Regions from separate parts of the Mus musculus genome. Here all the other regions are linked to region 3. Evidence: chromatin contacts called from public Hi-C and HiChIP or PLAC-seq data. All regions are on one chromosome and are shown on one strand. The core of a region is the stretch at or near the end of the contact, and the rest is flanking DNA. Distances in the headings are between cores, read along the strand shown. Region 1 has its middle 52 kb from the start of Gm17619. Region 2 has its middle 44 kb from the start of AY702102. Region 3 has its middle 27 kb from the start of Zfp217. Region 4 holds the start of AY702102 (cDNA sequence AY702102). Region 5 has its middle 37 kb from the start of Gm34542.

Region 1 (2,700 bases), core at 176-2,675, 140 kb before region 3:
CCACTGCCACCACCATCATCATTCAAAAGGCCAGGAAGTGAATATCTCAGTTAGAGGGACCACACAGCCACACAGTGTGGGCCATGTAAACACTATATATCAATGGGTGAGGCCCTCTTCAAATACAATTTTGATAACAAAACAGGCAATAGAAATATCTAGTCCTAATCCCAGCATTTAGGAGACAGAGGCAGGAGGATCTCTATGAGTTCCAGGGCAGCATAGTATATATAGTAAGTTCCAGACCAGCCAGGGCTATACAGTGAAACACTGGAAGGAGTTGGAGGGTGGGGAGATAGAGGACAGACAGATGGACAGACAGGCAGAAAAAATTGGAGAAGGGAAGACAGACAGACACAGATCCTGTTCATTACCACAAAGCTATAAAAACAGGGAAAGGGGCTGCACAAACAGGGGAAGCAGGCACTGGGGCTGGGACTGTGTGTCAGGTTCTCAGAGGAATGACAGCTTGCTGAATGCTGCTGTTAGGGAGCTGGGGAAAGAGCATCCATGAGAAGAACAGGGAGATGCCAGGAAGGCTCAAAGAGGAGAGAACAGGGCTGCGGATGGAGAGTCATTGGTGCAGTTGGTAATTTCCAGGAGAGCCAGAGAGTGCTAACAGGGGCTTCATCTGCACAGCCAGCCTGCTTAGCCAACAAGCTATGAAGATGTAAATGAAAGCAGGGTCCTCGCCTCCCCAAGTTACTTCCTCTGGTTAAGGTGTCTATCACAGCACCAGGAAGGCAAACCAGGGCGCCCTCCTATGTCTTCTTGTCCCCTGAAAGGAAAAAGGAGTTTGTAACCAAAACAAAAAGCACAGAACTGCTCCTGAACCGTGCCATAGTTCAGTTTAAGTCACTGTCTTGACTCTGGGTGATACTGGGGTGACAGATAACGGTGCATCATTTGTCAATGCCTAAAGCTAAGAGGACGGAAAAGAAATCCTACAGGCATCCCCAACTTCCGAGTTCTCCGGCTTCCATGTTTCACGATGCCACTCTCACCCGCCAAATGATCGGGTATCCGGAGATGTGTCTCCTGACATCAGCCCCCACTCCCACGCTGGTGAGTCAGAACACTAAATTCATGAAGACAAATTTGATTAAGCTTCACGCTGTGGTGACCAACAGCTATTTTTCTTGAGGCATTGAATCCAAACCTCTCGGGTGTGGGGACGAATGAGCCAGGCATTGCTGGGCCAAGTCAGGGCAGGGCTTGAAGTATAAGTCTCAGCACAAGCAGAGAGCTCCTTGGTTAATCTTTTATTCAGGCACAGGTCCAGGGGCATCACTGATTAAATTTTTTTATTTGGGCACAGGCATTGTTTTAAGGGGTAATTACAGACAATCCATATACAGGCATGCCTGGGCAGCTTCTAAGAGGAAAACTTTAGACCAAATTCTGGATCCCAAAGAGATCCTCCCATTGATATGTTAATCATCTCCTGTGTGCCAGCCTGCTGCGAAGAGATACTTACTGGAACAAAGGAGAAGCCTGTGGGAGAATAAAGCGGGGTAAGTGGTCTCAGACTGTAACCCCTATCGATATTGACAGGAGCTGGAGGAATTCTGACCCATTCATGGGTTTAAAGGGACAATCAAGCAGGGTATGGTGGCTCATGCTTGTAATCTAGCCATTGAGGGGACCTGAGGTAAGAGGATTGCCAAAAGTTCCAGGCCAGCCTGGGTATTTAGTATTAAGACCCTACCTCAGGAGGGGGGAAAAATGAGGCTGGAGAGATGGCTTAGCTAAAAAGAGTGTGTACTTACTGTTCCTGCAAAGGACCTGAGTCCTGCACCCAGCACACAGCACACAGCACCCACCGCACTGCCTGTAACTCCAGCTCCAGGTGACCTATTTAGGCATATTCACATACACAGAAACACAAATACATATAAATAACAAGAAGGAGAAGGAGGAGGAGGAACAGGAGAAGGAGGGAGAGGAGGAAGAGGAAGAGAAGGAGGAGGAGGAGGAGAAATAATAAAGGTCCATTATGAATGACTCTATCTGGAATCAACTGGCATTTCCACTCCATGCTCTTAGCACACACAGCACAAACATTTGGGCATTATCATTCCACAGAAAGGCAACCCTTGCACAGGAAACAAATAAAAGCCACCTGCCTATAAATCAAACTGACTACAATCAAATACTGGTCACCTGCCTGTGACTACATTCCCAGAGTTAATGATGAATTCACAGATTGTGTGTGTGTGTGTGTGTGTGTGTGTGTGTGTGCGCGCGCGCGCGCGCGCCCTCACACAACTGTGGTGTGGGGGATTGAACCTGGGGCCTCTTGCATGCTAAGCAAGCACTCTGCCACTAAGCTATATATCCCAGCCCTTAATAATTGACTCAGAGAGTTCATATACGGCTTTAACATATACCAGGCATCATACTAGGATCAGAGGATAAATACTAAAGTGAATGTGTTTGGCAAGGAGTTTATATTTCTAGGGGTAAAGAATCAATAAATCATTTTCTAAATAATAATAAATTGGATTTTGTGGAGTACCACAAAAAAAAAAAAAAGGTCCTAAAAAGGAGGAGAGGCAAGCCAGGCATAGTGACACATACCTTTGATCCCTGTACATACCTTTGATCCCTGTAGAGCCAGGTGGATATTTGAGGCCAGCCTGGTCTACATAATGAGACCTTGTCTCTAAGAAGGGAGGGAGCCAAGAGCTAAATGGGCCA
Region 2 (2,757 bases), core at 128-2,627, 190 kb after region 3:
TCCTGACTAGGATAGCACTGTGTTAGGTGAGTCAGGCAGAGAACCCGGAGGAACTGAGTACCCGAGGTTTGACTCTCTCTCCTTTGGCTCAGCTGCTTTGTCATCTAAGCAAACACATTCACTTACCCAGGTCCATTTTTCTACAAACGCCCAGCCTGACACCAGCGGTACTCTGGTTTGCTTTCCCAGAGTGTCTCTGTTGGGGTTTCTATTGCTGAGCTAAAACACCATGATACAAAGCCACTTATCTCAGCTTACAGCTCCAAGTCCCGAATCCCAGGGAGTCAGGGCAGGAACTCAAGGCAGGACCCTGGCGTCAGGAACTGAAACTGAGGCCCTGGAGGAGACTGGCTTTCCGTGAATTGCTCTCCCTGCTTTCTTACAGTACCCAGGGCCACCTGTCCAGGGGTGGAACTAATCACATGAGCTTGGATCTCCAACATTCATCATCAATCAAGAAAATGACCTATAGACTTCCTATTGGCCAATTATGTGAAGCATTTTCTCAGTTAAGACAGCCTCTTCCCAGATGACCCTGGCTTGGGTCAAGTTGACATAAAACTAGCCAATATACTTATGTTTCCGGAGGGACCAGATGAGGCAACAGATCTCAGAGTGTTTTGACTACATAGAATATGTGTTTAAAGGGTACTGTTATAATTATAGTTTTTCTTCCCAGAAATCTGTGAGCTTCTAGAGACAAGCTTGTATCTTTTAACTCTGAATTTCTGTTTTTTTTTTCTTAGCACATTCACTTTTATATACCAGACACACTATGACTGTTTGTTAAATAAAAAGAAAGCTGAAGAACGGGGCTGTAGCTCCGTTGGTGGTGTGCATGCCCAGCGTGCATAAATCCCGGGCTGATCTCCTGACCACATGAACTGGGTGTGGTGGTCCAGGCCTAGAACAACTCGGGGGATGGAAGGAGGAGAATCAGGAGTCAGAGTCATCACGGACTATACAAGACTCTGTAGTGTTGGGAATTAAACCCAGGGCTTTATGTGTGAGGCAAATGTTTTAATGGGCTATGAACTCATCCCAAGAGATAGTCAAAGGGCAATAGCCTTTGAAGGAGATCCCAGCATAGTGGTTCGGTGTGTGTGTGTGTCTCAGGGGTGGGAGGGGAGCTTCCTTTTATACCTGAATTAGGCACAGGCCACACCCAAACACTTGTTTTCACAGAGAGATTCTTTATTAAAGGGGGGAAGAAAAGTTAGAGCGGCCACTCTCTGTGGCTCTGGCAGACACAGACCGGCAAATGACCTTGCAGGTGCAACGTCTAAGAAGAGAAAAGGAGAAGGGCTGTTAGAATGGCCTAGGAGGCTGTGCTAGGTTTTGATTTGGCATGTTAATTAGGTGAGTCAAAAGGGGCTTTTTCATTGCTGGACTTCAATACTTTGATTGCTGGACCTTGATAGTCAGCCTCAGGAGGAGGAAGTGGCCAAATAAGGGAATAGACCTTGGTGGCTGGCTTTAGGAATGTAATCTAATGGTTTTTAGGGAGGCAGAGGGAATGGGGGAGAAGGGCAAGGACTGCCAGAGGCAAGTTGCTCCAGCTGGCCAGAGTCCCTTCAGCCTTTATCTGTGCTACTGTACTCACTAATTTAGACTCATGATGCAGACATTTGAATATGTAAATAGTAGGTTATATGAAGCAGGGAGAGGTGGGGATGGCAGTTAACTGGAGAAAGTGTACCCTATGCAAAGGGACCACGGTCCTTAGCTCCAGGGAGTCTATGTGGCAAGGTGGGCCTTCCCCAAGAGTTTGAGAAGTTGGAAATCTATGTATTTAACTCCATTTCTTGGGTTTTTAAATATTGGTAGTTAATTCTCAAGTCTAAAAAATCGATAACCCTTGTCGTCAGACCAATTGGAACTCTTGTAATTTATAGAAGATATAAATGGAAGTCATAATTAAAAATAATTAGAAAATCCTTAGGTTTCACTGTGGTACACCCCAGCCTGAATGAACGGCCTCTCCTGTTGCTGTAAGATCATTTAAAAAACAAGGCCCTAGAGCATGCCCTGACATCACTATTCGCTGTTTTTCTCTTTTGTTCTGTTTTTAGTTCAGATCTTCCTCTTTGGGCAAGTCTTCCCTAAACCTGCCTGAAGCAGCACTGTGGGGCTGGAAAGTCATGTGACTGGGAAACCAGTCTGGAGCAAGAATGAGGCCGTTTCCAAACCCTGAAAATTTTGTCCCGAGCCCTGCAGGCGCAGTGCTGTCTTCCCCTTGCTTTGGGCCTGTATGTCCACTACATGGAAGCCTTATGACCTTCACCTCCACCACCCTTGAGATAGTCCTGTAGCCTGGTGGCCGAAGTATAGGTTAAACTTCCTCTCTCTCTGTTAGGACGTGCCCAGCAAGCGCATGTAAATGAAGCATTCTTGAACCTCAGCCTCAGCCAATGATGCTTATTCACTGTAAAACCCCTACCCACTCCCTAAGCTTTATATAGCCCCTGCTGACCCTCAGATAAAGAGAGCTTTCTCGCTGAAAACCATCTCCAGAGAAGGCTATTTCTCCCCCACTCACACCATCTGAGTCCCGCTAACCCACCCACTCAGCTAAGCTCCGTTCCTTTCAGTCTCGCCCACTGTGTAACGACAGGTGCCTGGATACCCTGAGCGCAGAAGCTGACCTGGGCCAGCATGGCATTTCTCCCTGTTCTTCTCCAAGCTGCTTCTTTGGACTGGGCGTAACCTTCTTGAAGCAGCTCTACTACGATTTCCGGAAGACTTGAACTATCTCAA
Region 3 (2,700 bases), core at 53-2,552:
ACCCCTTACTGAGTTACCCTGCTCTCCAGCTCTTGCCTGTCCACAGTCTAGTCTGACTTTCCCAGTGGTCCGAACAGGGGGTGTTCTGTGTGATAATTAGCACCATGACTTCAGCCCACTCTACATAATGCAGTGCTCCATCTGCATTGACCTTTGTCGTTGTTGCCCCAGAATAGCAAAATTGTTAGAAATTCGGCTTGTCAGGTTTCACTAGACCTGCTGGGTCAGGCACCACGTGGGTGGGGCAGCACCTAGGTCCTTTGCAGGCAGGGACTGGGTTGTCCTAGGATCGGATCCTTCCTGAGGACAGCCATGGACTGGACTCCAAACGGAGCAGAGAGCAGCTGTCTAGATCATAAAGGTGAACAATGTCATCCTGCAGTTAGCTCAAACATACACATCTTTGAAAACTTGCCCTGGTTGTCAGTTGTGGGTGCGGGGGCAAGGGAATGGTCTTTGCTCCTGCTGGAGCCATTGGTGGTGACACTTAATAGTTTTAAGGGAAGAGCCTGCAGATCTTGTTTTGCTATTTCCCCCAGCGGCATCAGAAACCCAGTTTAATTTAGAAAAAGAACAAACCAGGCTGAGAAGGTTGCCAGAGTACTTGCTTAGAGCGTTAAGCCCTGGCAGGGGAGAGCTATGGTGGGCATGTCCAACATACATTGTTATTAGACCGAAGGAGGCTTTGTCTCCTTGATGGCGTCCTTGATGGCATCCTTGATGGCGTGCCTATGTCAACAGCAGGCATTCCAACAGCGTCATTCACTCCGGTCTGCTCACTACCTGTTAGGATGCCTCCACCTTCTGCCTAGCAGTGGAAGCGGGCAAGTTGTCCTGTGGCGGCTCATCCCCAGAATCCCAGCGTGTGGGAGGTGGAGGCAAAAGGACCGGGAGTTTAAGCCTGGTCTGTCTCAAAAAGACAACAGACCAGCCAGCCACCAATAAAAACCCCAGTAGATGGTCCTGGAGGGGAAAACTTTCTAACCCTGAGAGGAGGAGCCTCTGGTCCTCCATGCAGCAGTGTGAGAGTTGAACCTGTCTCTTCTGCTCTACCATGCCTCCTCCTGTCTGTCACTTAAAAAGATGATCCCAGGGTTCTGTTCCGAGTACCCTGCAGCTCACAAGCCAAGGGTTGATGCCCGCCTGCATGAGGGCTTTGTATGTATGTATGTATGTATGTATGTATGTATGTATGTATGCATGTGCACCTGTGTGCGTGGTGCTTGAGGCCTGAAGAGAGCATGCGATCCCTTGGAACTAGAGTCACAGATGGTTGTGAGCCACCACGAGTGGGTGCTAGAAGCTGAGCTCTTCCTCCGGAAGAACAGCCAGTGCTCATGACCACAGAGCCATCTCTCCATCCTGTAGGGCTTGGTGTGTGCACGTGTGTGTGTGTGTGTGTGTGTGTGTGTGTTTGCCAGGTATGGTGGCTTAAGCCTTTAATTCCAGCATCCAGAAGGCAGAGGCAGGTGGATCTCTGAGTTCAAGACTAGCCAGGTCTATAGCTCTAGTTCCAGTACAGCCGGGGCTGTACAAAGAAACCCTGTCTCAATTCACCCCCCCCACCCCAATTTAAAATTTGTTTTAATCTCTTTTTTTGGGGAGGGGGGCAGGGTCTTAATGCAACTCAGGGTGGCCTTAGACTATCATGTAGCTGGGGACAATCTTTATTGGCCTCCACCTTGACTGATGGTTGTGGCTCAGTTGCTATCTTATTCTGTCCAAATTAATACACTCAAATCTTACAACTGTGATACAGGGTTGTGTTTTAAGTTTCCCTATGTGTCTGACATTTTTGCTAATACGTATCAATCTCGTAAGTTTAGGAACGGGCCAAAAATCTTTCAGTCCAAGTGAACGGAAGCTTCAAACCTTTGCCACACGGTGGCGCTGGCATCAGGCACATGGCACTCTGTGGCTGCTCCTTCCTGGTGCTGAGAGTTCTGTGTGACCAGAGTGATGTGGCTTTGGGTTTTCGAGAGGATGCACAGTGGCTCTGGCAGCCAATCCTGTCCGCGAGTAGTATTTTTCACAGCCCTTGCCATCCTGATGAAATTGCTCTCAATAAAAAAAATCTACCAAGTCAAATAGTCTGTCAATGGTTCAAATCCCCCAATAGTACTGAAGTCTGGATAGTGGAAAATAAGGATCTACATTCACCCTTCCTCCACTGCCTTTTCTCCTGATTGGATGACTGTACGAGCTTGTGTGGTGTGTGTTTGTGAGTGTATGGGAGAGTGTGTGAATGAATGTGTGTGTGCATGTATGTGCATGTGTGCTTGTGTGTGGTGGTGACCTTTGCAGAGCTTCAACTCGTGTCTAGTCACTCTTGCGTTTGAATCTTCTCCATTTCAAAGGCACTTGGTGAGGTGGTAGAAGGATTCGGGAGGATCAGGAGGTCAAGGTCAAGGTCAAGGTCAAGGTTGGCTACTGAGCATCTTTGAAGCCAGCCAGTGCTACACTGCTGTTTGTCCCAAAACCAACTCCCATTCTCACACACAAAATGCCAAGCAAACCGAACAACAACCAAAAACAGCTTAGTTGGCGAGTGCCTGGTAACAGGCAAACCCTAGGTCCCATCCTCAGAACCACATTCTCTGGGTTTGGAGTTGTGTGGTATAAAGGGTTATCATCTGAGCCAGACCACTGCCATGTTCAAGAGTTCAGCTCAGCACAACAAACTTGAAGCTTTTGGGCCTC
Region 4 (2,700 bases), core at 62-2,561, 140 kb after region 3:
TGTTTTGTTTTATTTTATTTTATTTTTATTTTTTTTTATAGCTTTCATGTGTCCAGACTGTATTTACAGGATACCTACTATGTGCCTGGCATTGTTCTTGCTGATGAAGACACACTGCAGAAAGAACAGGCAAGGCTTGCCTTTGGGGCGCACACATCAGCCCCCCACTTCCCTTTATGGACACAGCACATTTGCGTTGCGGTTGTCAGGGGGTGGGTACCATTCGGCTGCAGTGACCAGTACACCTATGATTATTACTGTATGCAGTTTTACAGCTTAAATTCTTTAAGAAGGTTTTGAAGAGTTTCTGCTTTCAATTCTTCTTGATATATACGTTGGAGTGGAATGACTGAGTTATGTGGCAAATTCATTTTCAGCTTATCAGGGAGTCGCTGGGTGGATCCTCTCTCAAAGCCACTCTACTTACATGCATGACTCTGCATGTATGAAGTGTCCTGAACAGGCAGATTCCCAGTCACAGAGAGGAGATGACTGGTTCCCAGGGGGCCAAAGGGGAGAAGTCGGTTGCGTGTGTGTCTCCCTGTAGGGATGAGGAAAACGTTCTGAAATGAGGATGTGGTGTAGATGTGCACTTCACATGGCTAAAACAAGATTGGGCTCAGTGGTTAAGAGATGTCCTGCTCTTGCAGAGGACCAGAGGAAAATTCTCAGTACATACATTGGGCATCTCACCATTGCCTGTAACTCCAGATCCAGGAGGGCCAACACCCTCTTCTGGTCTCTGAGGGCACACACATACACTCTTAGCCGGGTGGTGGCAGTGCACACCTTTAATCCCAGCACTTGGGAGGCAGAGGCAGGTGGATTTCTGAGTTCGAGGCCAGCCTGGTCTACAGAATGAGTTCAGGACAGCCAGGACTACACAGAGAAACCCTGTCTCAAAAAAAAAAAAAAAAAAAAAAAAACAAAAACAACAAAAAATACAACCCAAAAGACTAATTTTGTATCCTATGTGTTTTACCCTAATTAAGCAAAGCAAAACAGAGAGAGGAAAAGATCTGACAAGGTCCTAATCTTATGGGGCACATAGGTTAATGAGTGGAGACCGACCATAGATAAATCAATACTTCATACATTGTATTCATCTGTGCTCTGACAGAAGAGGTGCTGGGAAGCACTTGGGTAGGATTTGGGTTGCCAGACTGTGAGGGGACACGGGGCATTGAGAAGGAGGAGGGGCAGGGAGTCCAGCTGGGGCTGTGTCATTATGATGTCACATGTGACATTATGATGTCAGGGGTATTCAGTTGGAAGGTTCTTTTGGCCATAGGGAGATATAGAGAGAGCTTGTAGATAGTTTTAGCTGACATGACTCTGGGAGGGAGGGGGTACCCCCTCGGAAGAATGGGGTACTCCTCCGCTTTCCAACAAAGAATCCCCTGTCCTGAAATGACCTCAGAGGAACTGGCTGAGACACTCTGACCTAACCATGCAGATCCAAGGCTTAAAATCTGCTGGAAAAAACCCAGCCAGTTTTATATAGCGTGCAGGCTCACGGGTTGTTCTGTGTGAGTCATCTGGAACCCGGGGTCTGGCTTTGACTTGTGTCTGCAGCCTGAGGAAGACGAATGTTCCTTCGGCCAGTTGAGTCTGAGAATTGAGGACATTCACAGCTCTCACTCTGTGTCCTGACCTACGTGACTCAGACCTGGAACTGGATGTATTAGGGTGTGGGGAACTCTGCAGGAAAACCCACAATTCTTATCCAAGGGCAGGTTTTAGCCTAAGCAGAGAATCCGTGCCCCATGCCCTAGTGGAAATGCCTTTTTTTCATGACAATTTAAGATGGACACTGTCTTCCTGCCTTGCCACCTTCCCTGTGGGTTGAATCTACCCGACACTACATTTTATCCAGGGATCAAGGCTAGAAGAGATGAATCCACAGAAGAGTCTGCGACCATGGTGCCTGGGCTTTCTGTGCAAAATGCTACAGCCACAATAAGATATTTACCGTCTTTATCGGAAGATCAAACCCACCCACAAATGTCACATTGCTCAAATTCCATCAGTAGATCAGACAAGCTGTCTCTGGGAAGAGGACATTCCAGCCAGCAAGTTCAGAGCGCACTGGCTTCGAGGGCCGGTCCCTTCCTATTTTCTGTCACACACCCTGAGCCTTTGTTGTCTCCGCACTGCTGATAAATCAATCCATCAAAAAATTTCCTCAGTGAAACTCAATCAAGAAAGGTCATGTCAGCGGGAGAGGAACAGATTAAATTAGCATCAAATTAGACATGGAAAGTGAGTTCTGTCAAAATCATCGCAGCGCTCAGCACAATTAGAATATGTTAATTATGCATTTCATTAAGGTGGATGTGAGATGAAATGTCACTGGGGTAGGCATCCGAAAAAGGGAAGATTGCCAGGCACAACTTTCTCTAGACAATGTGTGACACCTTCATTACCATCAAGAATCGCGAGTCTGCCGTGACTTTTTCTGTAAAGGATTAAACCATTAACTGTTTGCTGTCTCCTCTCATTCGTGCAAAGGGGCGGGGGGTGAGGGTGGGTCCCCCTATCCTCAGAGCCGACCACTCCCTTCCAAGTGACTGTCTTGCTCTCAGACCGCCATGGCCCCGGGGGCTGCTGGGAATGCCTGGTGGGCAACAGGGTGGTGGCAGGCTTTAATGAACTCCTTGGAATCCTGCCACTGCCTTAGGGGTGGCGAAATGCTGGGGA
Region 5 (2,789 bases), core at 55-2,554, 180 kb before region 3:
TCGCCCTCGTTGTTTTTAATTGCATTTATTTATATTATTTTTGTGTGTCCACTCACACACAAAAGTCATAGGGCATACGTGGAGGTCAGAGAACAACTGCAGGGAGTCATTTCTCTCCTTCCCATGTGTAGGTCCTGGCCTTGAACCCAGGTTGTCAAGTCTGGGAACAGGTGCCTTTACCTGAAGCCATTTTTGTGGTCCTTGTTTTTGTTGCTGTCATAATGCACAGGTTTTCTCGGTGGCGAGGCTTCTACACATGCGTGTACATGCACCAGTATCTACCAGATCACAGGCTGCATCCCTCTTCAGTGCCTCCTGATAGGCTCTCTCCCTGAATCCAAAGCCAGGCTGGCAGTCAGTGAGTGGCGTAGTGCTGGGGTTACTGTGTGCAGTCATGCCTGGCTTACGATGTGGTGTGCTGGGATCTAAGGCTAGGTCCCCACACTTACACCAACAAGTGTTCTTGCCCACTGTGCCATCTCTTGAGCCCCAACAAATTGACTTATATCCTTATTGAGTATGGAAGCGAGGACAAAGGTCACACTGGCTTGCCTTTTGAGCAGTCCAAGTTCATGCTCACAAGAAAAGCAAAGATGAAATCCTGTCCAGTGGTCAACTGACTCCGACTCCTCCTCCTCTTCCTCTTCCTTTCCCTCCTCCTCCTCCTCTCCCTCTTCCTTTCCCTCCTCCTCCTCCTCTCCCTCCTCCTCCTCTTCCTCCTCCATCTTCTTCTTGTCCTTCCCCTTCTCCTCCTCCTCCTTCCTCTTCTTCTTCTTCATCATCACCATCACCATCCTCACCATCATTACTATTATTATTATTTTAATTTCAGTGCCTCTCATACCACATGTATTTGTGTCCCCTCAAAACACACAGTTACAGACTAATGTTACTTTTAGTTTTGGCTAGGTTTTTATTTGGATACTCATCCTGGGATGTTTTACAGTGTGAGTCTGGAACGGGTGGGGTCTGCAGGATCCTGGTCCAGCTGGGAGTGAGTTTGGGGGTGGGGGTGGGGAGGTGTGGGGGTTCTCTGAGGAAAGCCTTCTCCCTGGATTTTAGTGTCACTGCTCTTTGCGACGATGATGAAACAGCTCTCCTAGATCATCTTCAGGGAAACAGTTGGTGTGCATACACTTTATTCCGGGGGGGGCGGGGGGGGACCAAGGGCAGCACATGAACTGTGCAGAGTGGGAAGGAGTTTCCAGAGTGAATGTAAAATCATTGGCTGGAGTTCAGAGTACCATGAATGCTTCATTTGCATAAAGAGGCATGCCCGGAATCCCAGGTTTTTACTGGGAAAGAGGAAGCTGAATTTACCGGTTTGCCAAGGACTATGTGACATTTCTAAGGTAGAAGATTAGGATCAGGCCTCCCCAGATCAGGGAAAGAATGGGAAGGAAGCCATGTTGGAAAAGACACTGTGCAGTGAGCTCAGAGGAGCTGTCCGGACATGGGAGGCTACCACCGTAGTAGCAAGTGTGACAGTAACATGCACATTCAGGCAGAACACCCTTACACATAACACTAAATAGAAAAACTGTTTTTTTTTAAGTCAAGAGACTAATAAAACAAAACTTTAGGCTGGGCGGTGGTATCTCATGAATTCAAGGCCAGCCTGGTCTACACGGCCGGTTCCAGGACAGCCAGAGCTAATCACACAGAGAAATCCTGTCTCAAAAGCAATACAAAACAAAACCCCCAAATTTTAATCTCACTCTTATCACAATTGGTCAATACAGTTTTTTGTTTTGTTTTAATTAATATCAGCTTTTTAAAATCTCACCTAGCTTCATGATTTGTTACTGGTCAGGCAGTGTACATTTTTAGGCGGATTGTGTTCAATTTTAAAAATATCAAGGTGTTATTGTTGTTGTTGTTGTTGTTGTTATTGTTGTTGTTACATGACCTCTAACATTTCAGGGGCAATTCCAGTTTCAGGGCCAGTGACGAATCTTGAATGTTCTTTGTGGATCTTTACAAACCGGTTTGTTGCTGCTGTGTTCACAGTAAAGATGGAGAAGTCGGTCACCCATTCTTTGCATCGTTTTTGCATCATCTTTGCCGGCACCAAAGCATCATGCTGAGTCAGCAGGAATGCATTTCCCTCTCCATTTTGTTATCTTTACTCACAGGTTGATTATTAACTCAATAACATCTTGTTCTGTTTGACAGGGAACTCACTAGATTTCTGGAGGTCAAAGTAGATCATATATTGAAAGCAGCTGCCTGATTACATCAATATTACAATGTGTGTGTGCATGTGTGTGCTCACCCATGTGTGTATATGTGTGTGTGTGTGTGTGTGTGTGTGTGTGTGTGTGTGTGTGTGTGTGTGTGTGACATGTGCTAGGGAGTTCATGCTTCTGTGCATTCACAGAGGCCAGAGAAAGCCACTGGATGTCTTACGCTGTCCCAATCTACCCTGTTCCTTTAAGACAGTCTGTCACTGAGTAGGGAGCTAGGCTGACAGTCAACCAGCCCCCAGTCTCCAGGTCTCCTCCCCTACAGTGCTGTTGTTTCAGATGCTCCATGGACAGAGCCCAGCTTCTTACATGGGTCCTGGGTATTTGACCTCAGGTCCTCATGCTAGGGCAGTGGACACTCTCACTAAGCCATCACCCCAGACCTCTGCATTGAATATAAAATATGAATAACCCATATAACTGCATACGCGTATTGGCTATTAGTGGGACCCACGCTCTGAATTTTGTTTTTATATTTGGGATAATGCAGCTCTGTTTTTTAAATTACTTAGGATTAAAATTACCCACTTTAAAAATACCAAA

Evidence for each region. Hi-C and Micro-C count contacts between places; a contact is called where the count stands out from the background. HiChIP or PLAC-seq counts read pairs in DNA pulled down with a chosen protein or histone mark.
Region 1: an H3K27ac HiChIP or PLAC-seq map of embryonic stem cells shows a contact between it and region 3, with 5 read pairs. The contact joins two enhancer-like sites. A contact is called at or near these places in 4 of 15 datasets of contacts at CTCF or cohesin (CD8 T cells, the NIH/3T3 cell line, large pre-B cells and 1 more), 47 of 484 Hi-C or Micro-C datasets (the AML12 cell line, B cells, CD4 T cells and 29 more), 14 of 115 datasets of contacts at active chromatin or transcription factors (the 230-238 cell line, CD8 T cells, the HPC-7 cell line and 7 more) and 1 of 9 other capture datasets (embryonic stem cells).
Region 2: a contact with region 3 is called in an H3K27ac HiChIP or PLAC-seq map of embryonic stem cells, with 3 times the contacts expected there. The contact joins two enhancer-like sites. A contact is called at or near these places in 6 of 484 Hi-C or Micro-C datasets (embryonic stem cells, germline stem cells, myocytes and 2 more) and 2 of 115 datasets of contacts at active chromatin or transcription factors (both in embryonic stem cells).
Region 4: a contact with region 3 is called in a Hi-C map of embryonic stem cells, with 2.3 times the contacts expected there. The contact joins the promoter of AY702102 here to the enhancer-like site in region 3. A contact is called at or near these places in 12 of 39 promoter capture datasets (the 3T3-L1 cell line, embryonic stem cells, frontonasal cranial neural crest and 6 more), 21 of 484 Hi-C or Micro-C datasets (the N1E-115 cell line, the P5424 cell line, embryonic stem cells and 6 more) and 1 of 9 other capture datasets (embryonic stem cells).
Region 5: a contact with region 3 is called in an H3K27ac HiChIP or PLAC-seq map of embryonic stem cells, with 2.2 times the contacts expected there. The contact joins two enhancer-like sites. A contact is called at or near these places in 2 of 15 datasets of contacts at CTCF or cohesin (large pre-B cells and pro-B cells), 39 of 484 Hi-C or Micro-C datasets (B cells, the C2C12 cell line, the F1.1 cell line and 20 more), 21 of 115 datasets of contacts at active chromatin or transcription factors (the HPC-7 cell line, astrocytes, bone marrow-derived macrophages and 13 more) and 2 of 9 other capture datasets (embryonic stem cells and macrophages).

The regions. Positions count from the first base shown.
Region 1 is chr2:170,244,611-170,247,310 of GRCm38.p6, reverse strand. No RefSeq gene overlaps it. Among named protein-coding and RNA genes, the nearest start is that of Gm17619, 52 kb to the right of the region's middle. Within about 2 kb of position 1,425, at least 58 of the 459 cell types and tissues checked have an H3K27ac peak or open chromatin away from gene starts, as enhancers often do. A contact at or near this core is called in embryonic stem cells and memory CD8 T cells, where this site is marked.
Region 2 is chr2:169,918,046-169,920,802 of GRCm38.p6, reverse strand. It overlaps a transcript of Tshz2 not described here. Among named protein-coding and RNA genes, the nearest start is that of AY702102, 44 kb to the left of the region's middle. Within about 2 kb of position 1,377, at least 16 of the 459 cell types and tissues checked have an H3K27ac peak or open chromatin away from gene starts, as enhancers often do. A contact at or near this core is called in embryonic stem cells, where this site is marked.
Region 3 is chr2:170,103,248-170,105,947 of GRCm38.p6, reverse strand. No RefSeq gene overlaps it. Among named protein-coding and RNA genes, the nearest start is that of Zfp217, 27 kb to the left of the region's middle. Within about 2 kb of position 1,302, at least 10 of the 459 cell types and tissues checked have an H3K27ac peak or open chromatin away from gene starts, as enhancers often do. A contact at or near this core is called in embryonic stem cells and memory CD8 T cells, where this site is marked.
Region 4 is chr2:169,961,798-169,964,497 of GRCm38.p6, reverse strand. AY702102 (cDNA sequence AY702102) reads left to right here and starts at 1,311. Exons shown (of 1, transcript NR_131974.1): 1 at 1,311-2,485. It also overlaps a transcript of Tshz2 not described here.
Region 5 is chr2:170,281,161-170,283,949 of GRCm38.p6, reverse strand. No RefSeq gene overlaps it. Among named protein-coding and RNA genes, the nearest start is that of Gm34542, 37 kb to the left of the region's middle. Within about 2 kb of position 1,304, at least 12 of the 459 cell types and tissues checked have an H3K27ac peak or open chromatin away from gene starts, as enhancers often do. A contact at or near this core is called in embryonic stem cells, where this site is marked.